Linked DNA regions of Zea mays: all the other regions are linked to region 1. A link is a contact called in public Hi-C data. All regions are on one chromosome and are shown on one strand. Each heading gives the region's core, a stretch centred on a gene start, on an enhancer-like site or on the middle of the called end of the contact. The rest is flanking DNA. Distances are from core to core; before and after follow the strand shown. Region 1 has its middle 31 kb from the start of LOC100279319. Region 2 holds the start of LOC100273352. Region 3 holds the start of LOC100193339.

What was found. A called contact is a pair of places that touch in the nucleus more often than the background predicts.
Region 2: a Hi-C map of leaf shows a contact between it and region 1, with 6 times the contacts expected there. The contact joins the promoter of LOC100273352 here to the enhancer-like site in region 1. A contact is called at or near these places in 4 of 25 Hi-C or Micro-C datasets (bundle sheath, ear, leaf and 1 more) and 1 of 3 datasets of contacts at active chromatin or transcription factors (seedling).
Region 3: a contact with region 1 is called in a Hi-C map of leaf, with 5 times the contacts expected there. The contact joins the promoter of LOC100193339 here to the enhancer-like site in region 1. A contact is called at or near these places in 5 of 25 Hi-C or Micro-C datasets (ear, leaf and tassel) and 1 of 3 datasets of contacts at active chromatin or transcription factors (seedling).

Annotation. Positions count from the first base shown.
Region 1 is chr4:238,229,768-238,232,467 of Zm-B73-REFERENCE-NAM-5.0, forward strand. No RefSeq gene overlaps it. Among protein-coding and RNA genes, the nearest start is that of LOC100279319, 31 kb to the right of the region's middle. Within about 2 kb of position 1,359, at least 17 of the 20 cell types and tissues checked have an H3K27ac peak or open chromatin away from gene starts, as enhancers often do. A contact at or near this core is called in bundle sheath, ear, leaf and 2 more, where this site is marked.
Region 2 is chr4:238,158,151-238,161,171 of Zm-B73-REFERENCE-NAM-5.0, forward strand. LOC100273352 reads right to left here and starts at 1,439. Exons shown (of 1, transcript NM_001159432.1): 1 at 455-1,439. The coding sequence starts at 1,434. The coding sequence ends at 829.
Region 3 is chr4:238,318,927-238,321,726 of Zm-B73-REFERENCE-NAM-5.0, forward strand. LOC100193339 reads left to right here and starts at 1,425. Exons shown (of 7, transcript NM_001138474.2): 1 at 1,425-1,530; 2 at 1,626-1,797; 3 at 1,885-1,925. The coding sequence starts at 1,634. It also overlaps the pseudogene LOC103655982.

The sequences.
Region 1 (2,700 bases), core at 109-2,608:
AATGAAAATGTTGTCGACTTTAAGGTTGTATTACTTTTCAAGATCTATAACTTTCATATTGATAGTTTCAAATTTCAAGCTAACCACTATTCCTTCGTTTACAACATTTAAATTTTAAATTTGAAAACTTCAAACATATTTTTCTATGGCAACATGATTTCAAATAAAAAAATGTCAATTATAAGTTTCATAACATTTCAAGACCTACAACTTTTATTTTGGTGGTTTTTCCATCCAAGGTCATTTGAAAAATTCAAATTTTAAAATTCAAACAAAATTTTGCAAGAAAAGATGGTTTTAAACCAAAATGTTGTCGACTACAAAGTTTCATAACTTTTAAGACCTACAACTTTCATTCTGGTTGTTTTTCCATTTGAGGTCGTTTTAAAAATTCGAATTTAAAATTTTTAAAATTCAGACGTAGTTTTCGTTGCTAAGGTGACTTCAAATCAAAAGGTTACCAACTATAAAATTCTATAACTTTTCAAGATATACAAATTTTATTTTAATTTTTTGGTCATTTATTCATACCACATATTAGTTTTAACATTATTCACAAATCTTATACATCTCTCCTGTAGTTTCATAAAATACGAGAGAGATACAGTTTTTATGAACAAATTTACTTTTATTTTGTCATATGAAGAAATGACAAAAATATAAATTGTACATCTTGATGAGTTATAAAAATTTGTAGCTGAAAACTTTTTCATTTGAATTAATTTACTGCTTCAAAATGTGTTTTTTAAATTGTCTTTGTCTAGTGTTGAAAAAAAACATTCGGAAACAAAACACTTTGCCGAGTGTCAAAAATAAAACACCCGACGGAGAAACTATTTGTCCAGTGTCAAAAATAAAACACTCGGCAAGCAAACCCTTTGTTGAGTGTTTTTTTGTTTGACACTTAATAAAAAACTTCTTTATCGAGTACGAAAAAAAATTCGGTAAATTATTTGGTATTCAGCAAAGAATCGAATTATGATAGTGTCCCGGTCTTCCACGGTAGACTATTGTGATCAAGGCTGCCACCGTGCATGAAAGCGATGCCGGCAAATTGATTAAATTCGATTAATCCCTACGTTCGTGCCACGACAAGTCGAATAATAACAGCATGATCGCCTTGCATGATTAATTGACTGTATAGTGTTATGTTCATTCTCGAATATTTGTCGTATAATAATTATTTTTGAACTAAATTGTGACAAATAAAAAAATAGATGGAGTATATGGTTAGCACACTATCACGAAATGGATTCATCAGCTCGATCGTAACACTAGGCACATTTCTCTTGGGCCTTGTTTGGGCAGGTCCGGTCCAGTCTCACGTGTACGAATTGGCCCACTACACAAGCCATATCGCATTTCGTTAACTACGATACGAGCCCATTACCCATGTGTCGTGTCTACGATACGAGCCTGCTCTGCTTATATATCCACGCGATTTCTTGGACGGCACGACGATGGCATGAAACAAATATCCGTCATCGAATTTGGATATGCATTTGAAAGTTACTGGAAATACTGTTCAGTTGTGTATACTTGTAACTAACATTACGTTGAACCATATCGTGAATGTTTTGTTCTGCTTGCTTGTTATTGCTCATGATATTTTCAAGACTACTACTAGATTTTAGTCTAGTGGTATACTTTATGGAAAAATATTCTATACTATCAATCATATTTAGTAAATCTATTTTTCGTGTATACTTGTTATTGCTTGTACAGTCTATTTTTTTGTGTGCACGCGTACAAAATTACCAAACACACTCACAACATCACGGGACAGACAATCTTGATACAATACGACAACAGATATATCTACACCGCTTCTTTTAGGGTTAGTTTGGCAACCCTGTTTTTTTAAGGGGTCTTCATTTTCTCTGGAAAAATACTTCATTTTTTTAGAAAAATGAGAATCGTTGCAAAAATAGAGTTATCAAACTATCTTTTATACTTTTTCTAATATAATCTACTTGATTGAAGTCAGGGGGAGAGAATAAGAAAGAGAAAAAAATATGTTTTTAGTAAAAAAAGCAAATTAAGAATAAGGTAAGAGGTTATGTTTTTTTATGATAGACTAGTCATTTTTGTTTGAAATGGATATTTTCTTTAAAGTTGATAAAATGATATATCCAAGACATTTATATTCCTTAAGAAAAATAATGTTATGCTTCATTTGGATGCCAATATTAGAGGACATGTAATTGAATTTAGTTCAATACCTAACCAAGCATGGTATTGAAATGAGATGTAATTCCAATTTTATTGTTTGGATGTCACTGAATTAGAGTTTAGAATTGTGTGGTCCAATTCCACACAATACAAAGGAGTGATATTCTATATTGGGACAGTGAGTTTCTAGTTATATAGTCCAATTCCACGGAATTGGGTCTCTAATTTCAAATCTCAATTCCATGTGCAACCAAACAATTGAATTCTGGAAAGTTGATTCCAATTCCTAATTCCGTGCTCCAATATTTTTATCCAAACATGGTATTATAAGTCTATAATACTCTTTTATGGTTGTATTAGAACTATTGATATAAATTTTAAACTATTTAGATTGTACTTAGTGGATGATTTTAACTTAATCCTTGAATTTAGGTCTTATTGTGTTACTTAATATATATATATATATAATGAATCATGATGCAAATTCTATAATTATTATATAATTATAAAATAAGTTTCATAAATTAT
Region 2 (3,021 bases), core at 189-2,688, 72 kb before region 1:
TTTTCAAGCTTTGACGAAGTTTTAGCTCGAATCTGAAGAAGAAGAAAAAAACTGAACGAGAAGGAACCAAGATTACAGGCTAGAAATCTGCTGGCTGATGAAAATTCTGAATCCTACTGTGACACCCCCGTTCCATTTGCGGTATATATGTGCTGCCACAAATTCAGACCTTCTTCCTGACACGTATGATGCTGCGTCACTGTTTAGTATGGCAGCAAAACAAACTAGGGGTTGATTTGATGATCATGAATCCTAATCCTCTTGCTATTTAAATTTGAATAGTAAGGGTATTCCTCCCCCACATGTCTCTGATCACCAAATCAGTCTAGAGCACTAGACGATGGAGGAGCAGGTCAGGATTTGATCACTTCACCGGCTTCTGAGATACAGTTACAATAGTGAATCCGAAGCCGGCCTTTTCAAAGAGGCCATCAACAGCAGTCTTGCCTGTAGTAGTAGTAATAATTTACAGAAATCTTATTCTATACACACATATATACATACGCAGCACCTATATTTACATAGACCAGAGTCCAGATATCTGTTCTGTAAAGAGGAGTAGGACACCCACAGCATGAACTTCCTCCTTCCCTCACAAGACACGAGATCACTCACCAAGAGAAGAAGCTCCACAGCTCATGCTAGTATGCTACTACATACAACCAAATCCATCTCCTAAAGATTAAAAAAACTCCTAACTCCAAGAACAAGTAACAGGAGGTACTGGTGCGGCGGTGGGCATGCAGTGCACCAGCTCATATGGTAGACCGTACCGTAGTAGTACCACTCCGATAGGCCGGTGGGCACGGCGATGGAGCTGGCGATCGATCACCACCAGCCGTAGGCCGCGCCGGAGCACTTGCCCTTGATCCAGCTGACGCCGCGGCGCACCGACTCCCGGACCTTCCCTTCCACGCCGTACGTCTTGTACACGACCAGCCGCCGCCGCTGCACCTCGGCGTCGTCCGCCCCCGCCCGCAGCTTCCTCCTGGGCGCCGGGACCGCGCCGGCGGTGTCGTCCATCGCGGCGAAGGACGGGGCGTACCCCCTCAGGTTGACGGAGCGGCGGTTGGCGGAGGTCCAGTTGGTGACGCTGCCGGAGCGCTTCAGCTGCCCGCCGGTATCGGCCAGGGTGGGCCCGTAGGAGGCCGCGTAGGAGGCGCTGTAGGAGCGCAGGTTCAGCCCCGGGGCGGCCCGGCCACCGGCGGCGGCGGTGGGGCCGCTCTTGGTGCTCCCGGCCCGCTGCACGGGCGGCGGCGCCGGCGGCGTGCTCCACGAGCTCACGCTCCTGGCGCGCTGCACCGTGGACGGCGCCGCTGTCGTCGGTCGCTCGTAGGAGGCGCTGTAGCTCCGGAGGTTCATCGCCCCCGCCCCCGCCCCGGCGCCGTACTGGCTGCCCCTCTCCGCGCACGACAACGACCTCTCCATTGCCATCCCACTCTTTCTCTCTCTGCGACAACGGACAAGCAAGCAGCGCGAGGAGAGGAGGGGCGGGAGGCCGCCTCTTTATGATGGCCGGGTAGCCAGGTGGCCCGGGAGGCGTAGAGCAGCCCGTGAGAGGCTGGCTTTCTGAGCCGTCGGATGCAAGAACCTGCGTGCTATCGACGGTTATTAGTATCCGTCCTGCAAGCTGTCGGATAGGAGAATTGGCAGCTGAGATGGGTGGGGGACGGTGCTGCTCAATTCTTCGTCGTGGCGATTTATGTGACATTTAAAGGCTGTCGATTCGGGATTTTTGTTCGGCTTCATTGCCAGCTGCCCTAGACCCCTAGCGCATCGTCGAGCAAGAAGCTAGAATAGTAACTGCACCTTATCCTTTTGCTCCCTGCACATCCAAATTATAACAAAATTCTTATGAACCGATAAGGGCTTGATCATAATATCTACAATCTGAACCTTATGAAACGACCCGCACACCAAGTTATTGAGTGGAGACATGATCGGATGATCATATACAAAGTAATAATCGACATCCACGTGTTTAGAGAACCGATAAAATATGAGGTTGGCACAAAAATAGGTGACTGATGTTATTGTCACACCCGTATTTAAAGCGAAATCCAGATACATCTCATATGTGCGTTATAATCAAGTCCACACATATAATGACTCGGTGTATAGAGACGAATATCATAATCTTTATTACATTACAAGAATGTATTACAAAATAGCTAATGATAAATTAAATTGAACTAAGATAACTATCTCGACGACGCCATAGTTGACTAGGAGACGACGCCTAGATATTATAGGTCAATTGCTAACTTTGAGCTACATATTAGGCACTAAAAATGGATGACTTTGACTCTTTAGGACATGAAATATTATTAAGATGCATAATCAACTAAACAACTTGAGACGAGGGGTAACTAACATAAGCATGTTATTGGGTGCGACTGGTAGATCAACCAATTAGGGTTTGTTTGAGGGTGGCACCATCATATTGTTTGAGAGAGTACATGCCTCCATCATAATGCCCCTCAAGAAGACTTATCCATGTTAATGAATCCTTTTATAGAAAAAGACATAGATAAAATTCAAAATAAACATTGATATCACCTGAGAAATTGTGGACAGAGATGTGTTTGGCAATGTCGAGTGTCGGTGCTTTGGGTCCGACCGCACACCCGGGGTTGCCCCTCAAGGTGTTTTTAGGAGTAGGACGGTGTCGCCGACTGTAGCTAAATGGTTCGTGCCGGATGCACGAGGAACAATGGACAATGTTTACAGGTTTGGACCGCTTGGAGATGCGTAACACCCTACATCCTGGTGAGAATGTTTTACGTGGTGGATTACAAGGGAGCTCTCTAACACTAGAGAATAGAGAGTTGGGGTGAATGGATGAGTGGTGAGATCGATCGTTCTGAAGGGGTGCCCCCTAGGCCTTATATATTCGACCGTGAGGCAATACATGCGGATGAGATAACAAACTGCACCTAAGAGATAGTGAACTGATTGAGCCTATCTTCCTATAGTTCTGCCGACTTATCCTCGCCTGGTTCCGTTGTACGGGGCTCCGGC
Region 3 (2,800 bases), core at 175-2,674, 89 kb after region 1:
GCTAGTAAAATGGATATAGAAAATTTCTCAGGGGTCTGATGATACTTGGTTCAAATTTATCAAAGGGAAATACATGACCAAGGGAATTTTTTTCCTGTCATCTGATAGAGGTGCGTCTCAATTTTGGAAAGGGTTGCACAAGGTTAAACACCTGTGATGTGGGATAGCAGACTGCCAAGTATGGAGTGGCGTAGTTGACAAGCAAGGAAAAGGAAGCACATTCAGATCTAGCATAGTTGAGATTTGAGAAGCAAGGAAAAGGAAGCACGTACCCCCTTGGTGGAGGTCTGGCAGCCGCGCGTGGGTTTCTTGATGTTGTTCTTATGCGCCTTGTACGACTGGTTATGTGCCATGTGGTCCTTCGACTTAGCCATCGTGAATCCCTCATCTGTTGTTTACGAAGAAATCAAGAGATGAAGTATGTCGGGGTGCACACGCGGCTGCAGAGAAGAGGACCCGACGAAGTTGGTGAGGTTGAGGTCGCGTCGCCTCCTTCCAACCACCGGAGTCAGCACCCCGCCCTTTCCTCCGCGGCTGGGTAGGGGTCGGGGTCGCGGTTTGGTGGCCCTGGTCACTGGATCGTCTCCTCCCGCCCCTTCTCGGAGGCCCTGGTCGAGGTGCTCTACAACATGAGGGGCGATATCCAGACGGAGGACATCGACCTGCCCCTCACCCGCAGCAGCCCCGTCATGAAGGTGGCGCTCGTGGTCCTGACCGGCGAGCGCGACCTCTGCGGGAGCTTCAACAACAACGTGCTCAAGAAGGTGGAGACCCGCATGGAGGAGCTCGAGCAGCTGGGCCTCCAGTACACCGTCATCAGCGTGGGGAAGAAGGGCAACGCCTACTTCCAGCGCCGCCCCTACATCCCGCTGGAGCGGGGTCTGGAGGTGAATGACGTGCCCACCGTGAAGGACTCGCAGGCCACCTGCGACCTCGTCTACTCCCTCTTCGTCTCGGAGGAGGTGGACAAGGTGGAGCTGCTCTACTCCGCTGGTGCGCTCCGACCCCATCATCTAGACGCTGCTCCCCATGTCCCCCAAGGGTGAGATCTGTGTCAGGGCGGGTGGAAGCGAGGGACACCGAGGGGACGGGGTGGGAGGCGGGCATCACGTCAGGGGAGAGGGGGCGCGGTGTCGGGGTGGGCTACAATCACGGGCGGCGGCAGGCAGGCGCGGATCGCCGGGGCGCGACTACGAGATTAGCGGCGCGTTGTAGACAAGGATGTCGGGTGGAAGGCAGAACGCACCTGTGAACGCCTACGTTACTATCTTAAGAAGTAGTAGAGATAAGTAGTAGAGATGGTAAATGGCTCGTCGGTACGTCTAATCCACTACCGTCGCGCACGGCTCATATAAATAACGGAGCCGCCTGCGCGTTGGACTCGAACCGAACCTCGCCGCCGCCGACTCCTCTTCCGTCTCTCTCTCTCATCTAGTCCCTGTCTCCTTCCCTCTAAACCCGCACCCGCAGCAGCGCCGCTAGGGTTTGCTCAGGCCCCGAACCCCACCCTTGGATTGCTCTGATTCCGTGGTAATCAGCCCGGCCTTCTTTCAAGCCCCGACCTAGGGTTTCTGCCTGTTTGTTCAGATTTTGTTGGTTCGATCTCAGGCGGCTGTTTCCCGAAGTTTGCAGTATGGCGGGGTACCCGGAGGACAACCAGCACGAGTTGAACGGGTACGACGAGGAGGTCGACGAAGAGGAGGGACACCCCGGGAGGCGGGTAGGCCGGGATGGGGGCTCTGGGTACGCTGTTGCTGTCGGAGAGGATGGGAGGGGGGCGGGTGGCGACTCGTTGGGGTGAGCGATTTGGGCTTTAGGGTTTGTATTTGTTCTGAATTTCAAGGATATAGTTTAGCAAGAGAGCTAATACTTTTTCTTTTGCAGAAAGATTTTTGTCGGAGGCGTTGCTTGGGAGACTACTGAAGGTAAAATTTATGTGTTATTTACTGGACTGCTTGCGCCTGGAGTTTGATTTTTCTATTTCGGTTCTTTAGATGTTTTGAATGCTAAATTGAAGGTACTCCTGGAGTTTTCTTTGTCTAGAACTAGATCGGTTCTCTAGATGTTTTGAATGCTGAAATAAAAATGTGGAAACATGAACTATCGGCGAGCAGGTTGTCATAAAGGGTTGATATGGCGTCTGTTATTGCGGAAAGTAGTGTTTCTGTTAGCATGCTTCCATTAAGTGTCCCACAGGCCATTTTCCTTGTTTGTCTCTGTTCTTTTGCCACATTGGCTTAATGTTATTGGTGTGTTTTCTTCCATATTTTGTTGCCTGTGGCATTATTTGTTAATTGGTTGGTTGACTTGCTGCTATTATTGTTTCATGTTTCATGGATTCAACTACGTTTCCATGTTTTTAATCAAGTTTGTGAATTTTTATAACTAATTGGAACAGGCTACATATGAATGATATACCTGGATGACTACTCATAAAAAAATATGTGAATGATTAACAATGCACTTGATAGATACACGTTTCTTTGCATGTTCTGTGCTGCTGAGCATATATTCTGATGCTTAGTCTTTTAAACATTTTTCAATATATATGCGGGTTACAGTGAAATGGCCAATTCCTGCATCATGCTCAGATTTGCTTTTACTCATTGTACTGCATTTATAATTTGTATTGATTTGTAAATCCACTTGGTATTTGAGTAAAGGATACACCAGCAAGGAAAGCTGTTCCATCTTTTCCAACGATGATAACTTGGTTTTGTTTTGTTAATGAGTCATCGTCCCACAATGCATAGCAAATTGTAAAATCAATATTTCTGTTCTGTGTGTAGTTAAGTGCATC